2 separate regions of the Sus scrofa genome follow, and region 2 is linked to region 1. A link is a contact called in public HiChIP or PLAC-seq data. All regions are on one chromosome and are shown on one strand. The core of a region is the stretch at or near the end of the contact, and the rest is flanking DNA. Distances in the headings are between cores, read along the strand shown.

Evidence for each region. HiChIP or PLAC-seq counts read pairs in DNA pulled down with a chosen protein or histone mark.
Region 2: an H3K27ac HiChIP or PLAC-seq map of alveolar macrophages shows a contact between it and region 1. The contact joins two enhancer-like sites. A contact is called at or near these places in 16 of 47 Hi-C or Micro-C datasets (alveolar macrophages, brain, embryonic fibroblasts and 11 more) and 2 of 2 datasets of contacts at active chromatin or transcription factors (alveolar macrophages and skeletal muscle).

The regions. Positions count from the first base shown.
Region 1 is chr8:131,096,335-131,102,918 of Sscrofa11.1, forward strand. No RefSeq gene overlaps it. Among named protein-coding and RNA genes, the nearest start is that of SPP1, 14 kb to the left of the region's middle. Within about 2 kb of position 4,202, at least 2 of the 83 cell types and tissues checked have an H3K27ac peak or open chromatin away from gene starts, as enhancers often do. A contact at or near this core is called in alveolar macrophages, where this site is marked.
Region 2 is chr8:131,175,001-131,181,584 of Sscrofa11.1, forward strand. No RefSeq gene overlaps it. Among named protein-coding and RNA genes, the nearest start is that of MEPE, 20 kb to the right of the region's middle. Within about 2 kb of position 3,376, at least 3 of the 83 cell types and tissues checked have an H3K27ac peak or open chromatin away from gene starts, as enhancers often do. A contact at or near this core is called in alveolar macrophages, where this site is marked.

The DNA of each region.
Region 1 (6,584 bases), core at 2,952-5,451:
TAGCCAGCATTCTCCGTGAGGCCGGGAAAGAGGTCCTGGATGGCACATCAGCAGAGCTGGGCCTCCCACTCGTCTGGGCTGGGAGGAAGTGGAGGCTGGGGTCAGGAAAGCAGCCTCTTCCCGCTTGTAGCCAGGGCCAAAGCGTCTCAGGCTGGGGCTTCATTTTATTTTTGTTCATGTGGAGTTGGTTCAGACACGAGTCAAATTGTGGTGTCTCAACCTCTAGTAAGATTTCAAATATACATCTCGCTTCATCCAGCTTGGTCACTTAAGAATCCAGTTTGTATTGTAGAGGCCATGGCACTCTGAATTTAGAAAGACGGAAGTGACACATTTTCAGGGAAGTCTCCTATCTTTGAAAGTTTGGGGATGTAAATTAATGGAAACATGTTCCTTGTTCTTTTTAAGATGGAGAATAATACTCTTACATGCAGGGAGTCCATTTTTCTAAAAGAGAATTTACTTTCATGGTATTTTCGTAAAACTGGGCAACTGGTTTATTTCTTGTGGTTCCATCTTCTATCCTGGGGTGTTAGCCATGTGAGCAGGAGAACTAAGACTGGGAAATAAACCCAGTTAAATTTTATCCCATGGTACCAGCTATGTGTGAACACGCACACATCTGTGTGTAGCTCTTTCTCTTGCATGAAGGATTGGAGCTGTTTTTAAAAAAAAGAAACAACAAAAATCTATGCAACATAAAAATACACCATCAATAGTTGAGAGATTTGGGGAAAGAATGCTATGAAACCAATAAAACTTATTAAGTGTTTTAGTAAATTTAGCACAAAAATAGAAAAATGTCTAGGCTATATATGGGCTTATAAACATTAATTTTAGTTGCCTTGACATAATCTAGTAACAAATGCTTAAAATCACTAATTTCAGTCAATATAAATTAAAAATATGGATTGTATGTGGCTGTTTGGCTAATCAAAAATATCTTTGAAAGAAAAGCTGGTGGTAGGAATCCCAAAAGATAAAGAGGAGATTTCTATTAAAGATAACATTTCCCAATCTACCATTACGGTTCTAGCCCTAGAATCTGCCAACCAGCTGGAAGAAGGATGGCAAGAAGACAGGGCATTGAGGAAGGGACGGGTGATCTGAACCTGAGGCTCTCTTTTAGCTCTAGGACAACTTTGGTTCTAGATGGGAAGAGAATCACTAAAAATGGAGATCAGAGCAGCAATTTTAGTTCAAATAAAGAAGATATCTTCTGGGGTGTGTGTGTGTGTGTGTGTGTGTGTGTGTGTGTGTGTGTGTGTGTGTGTGTGATGGAATATTACTCAGCCATAAAAAAGAATGAAATAATGCCTCTGTTCCTCTCCAAGGTGACAGCTTACTTCATCAACGCATGCAAGCTAAGAAGGCAGTAGAAGGAGTCTGCCAGCAAAATGGAAGTCAGAATTTTATGTCCTACACTTTCGTGGAACATCTCATCACTTTTGCCTTTTTCTGTTTGTTAGAACAAGTCATTAGACCATCCCACACTCAAGGGTAGGGATTTATGTGAGGGCGTGAGTATCAGCAGCTGGGGATCATAGAGAGGTCCTTTTAGAGTTGGCTTGTCACAACAGTGTGTGTGATCTATTTAGTAAAATGAAATACATAATTTTAGGCATTTGAGATTTAGATTAAAATGAAAGTATCATATGTGAAATATGGCTTCCTTTTTATAAATAAAAGAGGACAGGTGCATAAATACATGTCTGTCTATAAATGCATACAAAATAATGGGAACGATACAGATCAAATGGTTAGTGTCTTTGCTCAAGGTGTGTTAACAGGATACCATAGATTGAATGGCTTATAAACAGTGGAGATTTATTTCTCACAGTTTAAGAGACTGGAAAGTCCAAGATAAGGCCCTGGCAGATTAGATGTCTGGTGAGAGCCTCGTCCTTGTTCGTAGAGAGCCTTCTTTTTGTTAGGTCTTTACATGGCAGAAGGGGCGAGGGAGCTTTCTGGGGTCTCTTACAAGGCACCAGTTCCATTTATGAGGGATCCACCCTTCTGACCTAAGCGCCTCCCAAAACTCTGCCTTCTAATACCTACACATTGGGGATTAGGTTTTGACATTTGAGTTTTGAGAGAATGTTGAGAAACATTCCGACTGCAGTTCCCATTGTAGTGCTGCAGAAACAAATCCAACTAATATCCGTGAGGACGTGGGTTCGATCCCTGGCCTCACTCAGCAGGTTAAGGATCCAGCATTGCCATGAGCTGTGGTGTAGTTAGCAGATGCAGCTCCGAATATGCGTTGCTGTGGCTGTGGTGTAGGCCAGCAGCTGCAGATCTGATGTGACCCCTAGCCTGGGAACTTCCATTTGCCACCTCGGGTGCAGCCCTAAAAAGAAACAAAAAACAAAAAACAAAAAAAACCCAACAACACCCAAAAACCCAAAACAGAATCATTCAGACGATAGCAGTGATTATCTCTGGAAAGGAGTGAAGAGAAATGGGTATAAAGGAACTTTAATAGGTTAATCTAGGTCCTTACTTTCTTCTCAATATGAAGAAAAAGGAATTAGGATAATTTTATAAAGTTATAGAGGATAAATGGCTTTCCAGGGGCATATGCGCACTTAATTGTAGAATCAGGACTTAAAACACAGTTTGCCTAAACGTCATAGTTTTTTTTCCTGTTTATTTGTTGGATTGTTTCTTTATAGCTAAAGTTTTTTATTCAGAAAATTATTAAAAATTATTTATGAGAATGATAGCTATGAGTTTGTCTGCTGATACCTGGCTAACATCACTGGGTGGCCATCTCTACTCAATATATCTGGTAATTAAACCATTTTTTTTTTTTTTCTTTTTAGGGCCCAACCTACAGCATATGGAGCTTCCCAGGCTAGGGGTCTAATCGGAGCTGTAGCTGCCGGCCTACACCACAGCCACAGCAACGCCAGATCCAAGCCATGTCTGCAACCTACACCACAGCTCCCGGCAACGCCGGATCCTTAACCCACTGAGCAAGGCCAGGGATTGAACCCACATCCTTATGGTTTCTAGTCGGATTTGTTTCTGCTGCACCACAACAGGAACTCCAATTAAGCCATTTTTAAACCATGATAAAACAGAAATCTGTATTTAATTCTATGGTAAGTTTGCCAGATTTAGCAAATGAAAATATAAGATGCCTAGTTAAATGTGAATTTCAGACCTGCAATGAATAATATTTTAGTATAAATGTGTCTCAAGTATGCAAACGTTTTTATCCATACAATATGTGGGACACACATATTGTTCATTGTTTATCTGAAACTGACATTTAACTAGGTATCCTGTATTTTATATGGAACCCTAGCCTACGGGCAATGAAAAAAGCAGTGTAGTTTCCTGAGCAGAAGGATTCCATAGTAAAGTGGAATTTTAAAAGGAACAATCCCTGCTTCATCAGCATCTAGATACTGCAAGATCTTTTTCTGACCCAGGGACTATTCAACAAATATTTACGGATGCCTGCTTGGTGTGAGGCCCTGCATCAGCTGCTGGGGATTTAAAATCAAACACATTTCCATCTTCTTCTGCAAGAAGCTCAAAAGCTTCTTCTGCTGGTACTTGTTGCAGGATTTTTTGGGAGGCGACTGCAGGGAAGAATGTGCCAAATCTGGTTAAAACCAGATCAAATTCTTGTGAATGTCTCTTAGCTCTTACACTTTAGTGTTTTGGGGGTGGTTTTTAACTTACCTTAAGGCTTTTAAAATTAAAAGTTATAATGCATGCTTAAGACAAGAGTATTTTTTGAAAACTGAGTGAATTTTTTAAAAAGTTTTAAAGAATTCAGACGTTGCCTTATTTTCTTTGCGCCTTCATCTAGCCTACTGTACTGAAATAGTCACTGAAACCTCTCTGTGGCCGTATAAAGAAGTAATGTAATTTTGCAGAATGTGATTTACCCGGAGAAATTTGCCAAATTTGACTTTATGTCTATATTCTAGGAAAAGAGAAAAGCAAAACTCAATAAGGAAATAATTTGCAACTGAATTTCCGATAAATGTTCCAGAGATGGAGCTTTGTATCACAGTCTTCTGCATAGCGATTTGGTAGGGTTTTTTGTTTTTTTTTTTTTTTTTTTTTCCAGTTTTCAGCACATTATTCCTTGACGTTTCTCCTGATGATGTAGTGTTATTGGATGAGTGACACATTACCACATGAGTTCTAAAGTTCCGTGTGTTCAGATTGAGTAACAGCTCTTGGGTGGGGAAAGATGACTGTGTGTAGCCACGGAGAAGTGGAGGAGAGAATGGAAGTGTGCCTTCCGGGGCCTGATTGCTGTCAGCTCCAGTCTCTCGTCTCCTCGGGGGCTCGGTGAGGGATCAGAGGGAATGGCCTGAAGGATGCATTCCCAAGTCGCCAGGTCATCTCACCTTGGCTGGTTTCAGTCAATGAAGGGCAGGAAGAAGGTAGCAGCCGGGGCTTCCTCCTCTCTCTCTCTCTTCCCCCCGGCAGCCTCTCAGACAATGCTGTGCCAACCTGGTGCCCCCAGGTCCTGGGCTATGACCGACTCCCATTCTCTCCTCTGGCTCAGGGAGAGCAGTGGCCCCTCATGATGCTGTCTCACGGAGCCCACTGGCATCTCAGATCTTCTGCCGTACCCATTCCTTGTGTTAAGACCTTTCTGTTCTAGGTCTTGGTTTCTGATTTTCTGGAGAGACCTTGCCTGATACAGGGAATGTGGGAATTTTTAGGAGAATGTCAGAAAAGCATCCGTGTTCTTTTTCAGGGAATTTCAAGTAAACAAATGAACAGCTGTTCCTTTAGCACCAATGCTTTCTGTTTCAAGGATCCGAAGCCACTCAAGGCCTTCCAGAGCAGAGAGAATTGCTAAGAAGGTTTGACTAGGAGAGCATGATCCTGTGCCTTGGCTCAAACCAAGGTTTCTGTCGTTTTCTAGGGAAGACAGACAATTTCCTTTTTTTTTTTTTTTTTTTTTAATGGCGGGGAGACACCATCATTTCTGGACCATTCTTTTTTTTGGCCACCCCACAGCTGAAGGAGTTCCTGGGCCGGGAACTGAATCCAAGCCACAGTTGTGACCTACACCACAGCTGTGGCAACGCCAGATCCTTTAACCCACTCTGCCGGGCGAGGATCAAACCTGCGTCCTGGCGCTGCAGAGACCCCACCAGTCCTCTTGCACCACAGTGGGAACTCCAGGACCTATAATTCTTAAAACGAATATGTAAGGGAAAAGAAAATAAAGAAAGGCAGAGGGAAATGGGGGAAAAAAGGGAGTTTAGAGCTAAGGGAAAAAAAACAGGAAGATGACATGCAATCAGAGAATACAACTCTCCTCTTGGAGAGGAAGGCAATAGCTTTGATCAAAAGGGGGTTAAAAAAAATCTATTTTCTCAGAGATGTTACTCAGAACCCTGAAGTTCATTTACACCTTTCAGATATTTGCATGACATCATAAGCCATGGACAGTGTTTGCTGTATACATTATAAATACTCGTCATTACTACCTCTCAGTGGCAAAGGAAAGGAAACTCTCTCACACTGATTGCAGTGAGCTTGACAAGTGGGCAGCAATAGCACACGCCTGACACAGGGAGAGCAGTCACGCAGCCTTGGATTGTGTCGGCGTAAGACACCTCACTCTTATGAGTTAAGGGCCTCATTAGCTGACCTGTTAGGCAAGGTCAAACCTTGAATTAGAATTTGTGTGAGTACGGAGTTTCCGTTGTGGCGCAGCAGAAACACATCCGACTAGGAACCACAAGGTTTATAGGTTCAATCCCGGGTCTCACTCAGTGGGTTAAGGATCCGGTGTTGCCGTGAGCTGGGGTGTAGGTCACAGACGCAGCTCAAATCCCACCTTGCTGTGGCTGTGGTGTAGGCCGGCAGCTGCAGCTCCAATTTGACCCCCTAGTCTGGGAACCTCCGTATGCCACGGGTGGGGCCCTAAAAAGAACAAAACAAGAAAGAACAAAACAAGAAAGAACAAAAATTGTGTACATCACAGATCCACTCACTGCTTTTTGGCATCAAATATAAAGAAGACAAGGTCTTTCTGAAATGTCCCGAGGCGTTCTTGCTCTCAAGTGTACCACAGCCTCAAGAACGAGGGCTGAGGCTGCTTTGGTCACGTCCTGAGACATCTCAAGCAAGTTACTTAACCTCTCTGGGTCTCTTTTGTAAAATAGAGCATTAAATGTGTGCATACACACATGGGTTAGACCAGCAGTTAGACCTGGAACTCGGTAAGCACTCAACAAAGGTTACGTGTTCCTATCGCTCAGAAATGATACCTGTGATTTTAAAACTGTGCTAACTTCAAAGCATGGGAAGCACACTTTAGACAAGTGCCTAACATTACACACCATATTCCATATAAGAAGTCACGTGGTGTGTGACTTCTATCTTCCAAGCCAAAGGAGAAGAAAAAAAGCACTTCTAGGGGCCGCTGGGAGATTTGAGAAATAGGCAACAGTAGAAAAACATTTAAAACATTAAAAATGAAATTCCTGTCTTCAGACTCATTCTACACATACAATGAAGAGAAAAGTGACTGTGTGTTATGGTAGCAAAGAAAGCAGAATAGCTGGGGTTGGGGAATCTCCACCAGAACAGTC
Region 2 (6,584 bases), core at 2,126-4,625, 78 kb after region 1:
GTGTGCAAACAAAAGCTGGATTTAGTTTCCAGGGGAACAATTATTCAAACGAGAGTCCTTGTTTTTGATTACGGAGTTCAAAAGTAATGGGATATGGGCATTATAAAAGAGAGGCACCTGCTTGTGTATTAAAAAAAATAACTTCCTATAGGGAGATATCATCTCCAAATTTAATTGTAAATGGGAAAAAAAAAAAAAAGATTCTCTCAAGGGCTGTGCTTAATTTTATTTCAGTGCTAAAATAAAAAAAGTGAATGAGGTTGCCCTCTAGTGACTGTTTCCTGCTTTTCACTTTTAGAAGCTCTTTAACAGGGGGCTCCATGCAGGCATTTTTCATCCTGGCTGTGCATTAGCATGACCTGAGCGCTAGTGTTTGTGCATTGCTCTTACCTGAAAGTGTTCCTGGACTTTGGATTCCAGGGGCCACCTAAGCTGAAATAAGAATCTTTGGAGTTGGGGCTTTCGAGGCTCTGCTTTATTTTAAAGATCTTCAGATGCCTCTGTTGGACTTAGTTTACAACCAGAGTTTGGAATGAACTGTTCTGGGGTCCTGCTGTGTGTAGGATGAAGTGTTATGTAGCCAAATTTATTTACTTATCTATTTATTTGTTTATTTATTTTCCTTGGCATATGGTGGTTCCCAGGCTAGAGGTCGAATTGGAGCTACAGCAGTCACAGCAACGCAGGATCCTTAACCCCCTGAACGAGGCCAGGGATTGAACCTGCATCTTCATGGATACTAGTTGGGTTCTTAACTTGCCACAACGGGAGCTCTGCCAAATGTATTTAAGGTACAGTATTTACTTACTTGCTCTAAGAACCTGGCCTCAAGAACATGCAGCTTGGTGTTGCATCTTCATAGCTCTGAAACTTAAAATGGGTTTAGCACGGCCGGAGGTTACCCTACTGCTAAACCCAAAGACACAAAAAACGTTTAGTATAATACTGGTGTTAGTAACGATTAACTAAAAACTACTTAAATGTTCATCAACAGGGCTTGGCAAAATGACAGTAAATCCCAACATTGAAATTCTAACGCAAGCACTTAAAAAGAATGAGGTATGTCTATGTGTGCTGACACCCCAGATGCATTATGTGCAGAAAGCAATCCCTGTATTTAGAAAAGAGGTGGCCCGATGCAGGCGGTCTGGAGCCGATCTCAGAAACACCGCATTCGTGAATAGACAGAGTAGTAGTTGTGATGTAAGGCCATGGACAGGGCCTGGGGATTTTCAATTTTTTTTTTTTTTTTTTTTGGCCTTTTTTGCCATTTCTTGGGCTGCTCCTGTGGCATGTGGAGGTTTCCCATGCTAGGGGTCCAATTGGAGCCATAGCCACCGGCCTACGTCACAGCCACAGCAACACAGGATCCGAGCCGCATCTGCAACCTACACCACAGCTCACGGCAATGCTGGATCCTTCACCCACTGAGCAAGGCCAGGGATCGAACCCGCAACCTCATGGTTCCTAGTCGGATTCGTTAACCACTGAGCCACGACAGGAACTCCGGATTTTCCTCTTTAACAGGTTCCTCAAGTGATTTTACTACAAACCAGAGTTTGAAATCACTAGTGTGGGCATCTTCCCAAAGACCCTCAGATCTGCCTCCTAGTTTTCCTCTAGGTCTCTGGCCGGTCCAGATCTTCGTCTGTGCTCCTGGCCCTCTGGGGGCACTTTTGGTCTGCGATGGAGAGAGAGTGTGCCTTGTGGATTGTCTCCATCAGCAAATAGTGAAAATACGATGTAAAGTGAATTTGCAAGACATCCTTCATACATATGGACCTTTAGGCACATTCTTGCAACACAAAGCTTGTTCCCAGTATGTAGGTGGGGTGTCCCCAGTTCACCACAACGTGGAACGTCGTCTGGTGGCCGTGGTCACGTACAAATCGGTCATTCTAACAGGATATGACTGCAGCCTATGTCTCTGCAAAAGACAGAACAGAAAGCGTGGCAAGGAAACAAAGAAGGAACCGAAGGAGCAAAAGTTGAAAGGGCAAAGGAGCAAAGGGTCACCAAGGGCTGATTTGCGATGTGTTTGCTGTTTGTTCCCCAAAGGGTTGGATGCTGGGAGCTTGTCCTCTGCTTTTTGTTTTATTGTTCTTGTTTGCGGCTGTGCCTGTGGCATGCGGACATTCCTGGGGCCAGGGATCAAACCTGTGCCATCGCAGTGACTCCAACCAGAGCAGTGGCCATGCCAGATCCTCAACCTGATGAGCCACCAGGGAACTCCTGTCCCTTGTTATTTGAATTTTCAGTCCGTAGAACTTGTGGGCAGCAATCCACGAGTCTGCAGTGTCCTCCTACACCTTCGTGAGCTGTCCAGTGTCAGGTGAGTGATGGAAACCAGCCCCTTGGGGGAAGGTTCTGCAGTTGGGCTCACGTGCTTTATAACAAGGGGTGGGAGATCGGAGGGCTGGATGAGGATGGGGAAGAGGGTGTTAGAGCTCCCGGGACCTCCCAGCCTCCCTGCTGCCACTGGACAGGAATCCGTCCTCCGACTCTCCAGCATATGGTCTTACAGGGATTATATAGCCTGACCTAAGTTTACGCTTGCTTGTTTGTCTGTCACTTACCGGAAACACGTAAGAGTCGCCTTGAGTCAAGTTGTGTGCCTTTCGTTCTCAAAATAATGTTTACGGCTTTCAGGTTATAAAAGAAAAGAACATAAATTTACAAAGAATATAGAGAGATCCAAGGGAACTGCCACAGGTGCAACCCCATTGTCCCTTGCAGTCCTTTTTCTAAGTATATGTTTGTATGTATTTTAAGAAAATTGGTGTCACATTGTTTTCTTCTGCTGAGGACCCCGTTCCGTTAGCCTACTCTGTCCTTTCACCACATTAATAAATATATTCAACTCATTAAAAGTTTCAATTAAGAGGAGTTCCTGTTGTGGCTCAGAGGTAATGAACCCGACCAGGATCCATGAGGATGAGGTGCCATCCCTGGCCTTGCTCAGTGGGTTAAGGTTCCGGCGTTGCTGTGAGCTGGGGTGTTGGTCGCAGACACAGCTCAGATCTGGCTCTGGCGTGGCTGTGGCTGTGGCTGTGGCTGGTAGCTATAGCTCCACTTTGACCCTTAGCCTGAGAACTTCCATATGCTGTGAGTGCAGCCCTTGAAAAGACAAAAAAAAAAAAAAAAATTGAATTCTCTATTTCTACCCTCATTTGTTCCGTCTAGTATCGAAGGCTGTTTAGTGAGTTCTCAGCTTTTCTCTGTTATAAACTCTTGTTTGCTTTTTGTTTTTGTATATATTTTTCATGACACCATTTTTATTTTGGACAAAATGTCTGTAAGTCAGAAACAGCAGAGCATATAACAAAGCCCTGTACCACCAGCCTGTGCCCACCAGAGGGCACAGACGCACACGTTTTCTATCTGTAAACCAGATGGAAGCCCGAGTCCCTTCTGTTCCCCTCCCTGTCCCTCCTTCCTTGGGTACCACGTGCCACCGTCATGAACTGACTGTCTCTTTGCTTTCCCTACATCCCCAAATCCCCAAATCGTGTATTTTTAAAACATTTTGTTTTCTTTTTTAGAATTAACTCTGAATGCCCCTGGTATTTCACCATTATTCATGATATTGGCTGTTCTAACATATCTATTCTTCGTCGGAGCTACGAGTATATCCTTTTCTGATATTTCTTGTTTACTAATAATTTAAAAATCAGAAGTGGATCTCGAGTGTTCAAGAATGACATTGTGGGACTTGGAGAACAGACTTGAGGTTGCCGGGGGGGGGTGGGATGGCCTGGGAATTTGGGGTTCATGGTTGCAAGTTATTGCCTTGAGAATGGATAAGCAATGAGATCCTGCTGTGTCGCACTGGGAACTCTATCTAGTCACTTATGATGGAGCCTGATAATGCGGGAAAAAGAATGTATACATGTATGTGTGACTGGGTCACCTTGCTGTGCAGTAGAAAGTTGACGGAACATGGTAAACCAGCCACGGGGGAAAAATAAAAATCATTTAAAAAGGGGAAAACAAGAATAATATTCTTCATTCTTCCAGTTGCTCAGGCCAAAAATTTAAAGTTGCTTGTGTCCCTTTTCTGCCTTTGAAACCCTCCTGTCCAAAGCATCGGTACGTCCTGTCGGCTAGAGCAGCATCGCACACACGGAAGGCGGGCCACTTGTTCCTCCCCGGATCAGCACGACAGCCTCAGACCTCACTCAGCTTCCACGTTTCCTGGACTACCTGCTCTTGTCTGCCCCAGTAGCCAGGCCCTGCACTTTTTGCTCACAACCTGGAGCAGAGTTTGGCTTCCACCTAACTCCTCAGCCTACAAGCTTCTGTCGTTTTTTCCTCCAACGCTGCTACCATAATCCCCTGCACATCCACTCCAAGCATGCTGGCGTTCCTGCTGTCCTCAGTGCACCAGGCAGGATGCTGCCTCGGGGCTTTGGCACGTGCTGTAAATTCTCCCTGGACACCCATGTGGTGGCTCCCTTACCTGTCTCAGGATTCTGTCCCAATGCCATCGCCATGCAACCTTCTCTGGTCATCCCACTTAAAGCAGCAATTCTTATTATGATGTTTTCCTGTTTATTTTTTTTCCCCCATAGCATTTATCACTATCTAACCTACTCTATTTTTCCTTTTTATTTACTGTCTTTCTCTGATCAAATACAAGCTTGAGGAGGGCATCTCTAGCACGTGTGATGTTATCTGGCACACAGGAGACAGTCAACTGAACGTCAACTCAACCCAAGTATTTGTTGAATGAATGAAGCTCGTTTATTTTTTTATGGGAGATGAGCTACTGATGAGATGTTCTATAGGACTGATGATGTATTGTAGGACTGGATTTATGAATGTCCTGGGTTAAATTCTTTTTGTTAATACTGAATGACTCTTTAAAAAGTACTTTTGCAATTAAATTTGTTTTATATTTTTTCAATCTTTGTGCATAAGTGATGTTTGGTTTTCTTATTTTGTCTCTCTCTCTCTTTTTTTTTTTTTTTTTTTTTTTTTTTTGGTCTCATGTCCTTTTAGGGCCGCACCTGAGGCATATGGAGGTTCCCAGGCTAAGGATCTAATCGGAGCTGTTGCTGCCGGCCTACACCACAGCCACAGCAATGTGGAATCCGAGCTGCATCTGCGACCTGCACCACAGCTCAGGGCAACACCAGATCCTTAACCCACTGAGCGAGGCCAGGGATCGAACTGCAGCCTCATGGTTCCTCATCGATTCGTTTCCTCTGTGCCATGATGGGAACGCCTATTCTCTGTTTTTAAGAGTCTGCTCTCAAGGCCATCTTAGCTTCACAAAATGAAATGAGCAGCTTTCCATCTTTCCCACTGTTTGCAAAACTGCATGTATCATGCCAATTATCTGTTTGTTGAAATTTTGAAAGGACACACTAATAAAACCATATTGCGGAGTTCTCGTCGTGGCTCAGTGGTTAACGAATCCAACTGGGAACCATGAGGTTGCGAGTTTGATCCCTGGCCTCGCTCTGTGGGTTAAGGATCCTGTATTGCTGTGGCTATGGTGTAGGCTGGAGGCTACAACTCTGATTAGACCCTTAGCCTGGGAACCTCCATATGCCGTGGGAGTGGCCCTAGAAAAGACAAAAAATAAAGTAAAATAAAACCATTGGTTTAAGTCCCAGCCTGGGTTTAGGCTGGATTCAAGTCCTGGCATGTGGGTTCAAGTCCCCGTCTGTGTTCTGGCTAGGCTCAGGTTGTTAGTACTGTCAGTTTCAGCTGGCGGACCATGAAGGGACAGTGATAAGGCAAGAAAAAAAAAATAAAATAAAGAAAACTTTATTGCCCCGAGGGTTTTTTGAGAGGTAATTCCTCCATACCATTTTCCAGTTTCTTTTATGGTTAATAATATACTCAGGTTTTAAGAGTTTTCAGGATTTGTGTTTCCGGAAAAGACTGCTTCACAGAAACGTTCTGATTTATAGTCATAAAATTGTTTTTCTGATCTTATAGTTTCAAGGCCTCTTTATCTGGTTCTTATTATTGTCATTATCAGTTTCCTTTAAATTCCTTATTCTTTGTCTCTGGGAGAGCTTTTAGGAGCGTCTCTATCTTACTGTCTTAAATAAAAAATTATTAAGTTAAAATTGTTTAAATTCCATTACTAATCTATTAACCTAACAATGGTAACAAACTACCTAAAAATCAGATGCCGTTCACAAAGGTTAGGGGGACCGACCTCTCTGGGCAGCTGAAAATCCTCGTAAAGCTTTGTTTTTGGCCCTTGCGAATCCTCTTGCACGGATTCAGCCTATCCTGAATAAGGTCGTGCTGTGTGTATTGAAAAACAAAAAACAAAAACCAGCCCTGTGTATAAGTGGATCCGGGCAATTCAGATCCACTTTGTTCAAAGGTCCACTCTATAGCAGTCACCATATTTCTAACCAGGCAGTGTATCTGCTAGTCTCAAACCATCGCCCTGAATTTATAAACTATTATTCACTTAATACAACTGTTCACTTGCGATCCTAACGGACGAAACCAAAAGGTCCAAACCGCCTATATGTTCATGTTGATTTTCTTGAAGCTGTTGGGGTGAATCCACTCCTCATTTTTGCTTTATTCTCCTCGGGGTTTCTGGCCTTGAA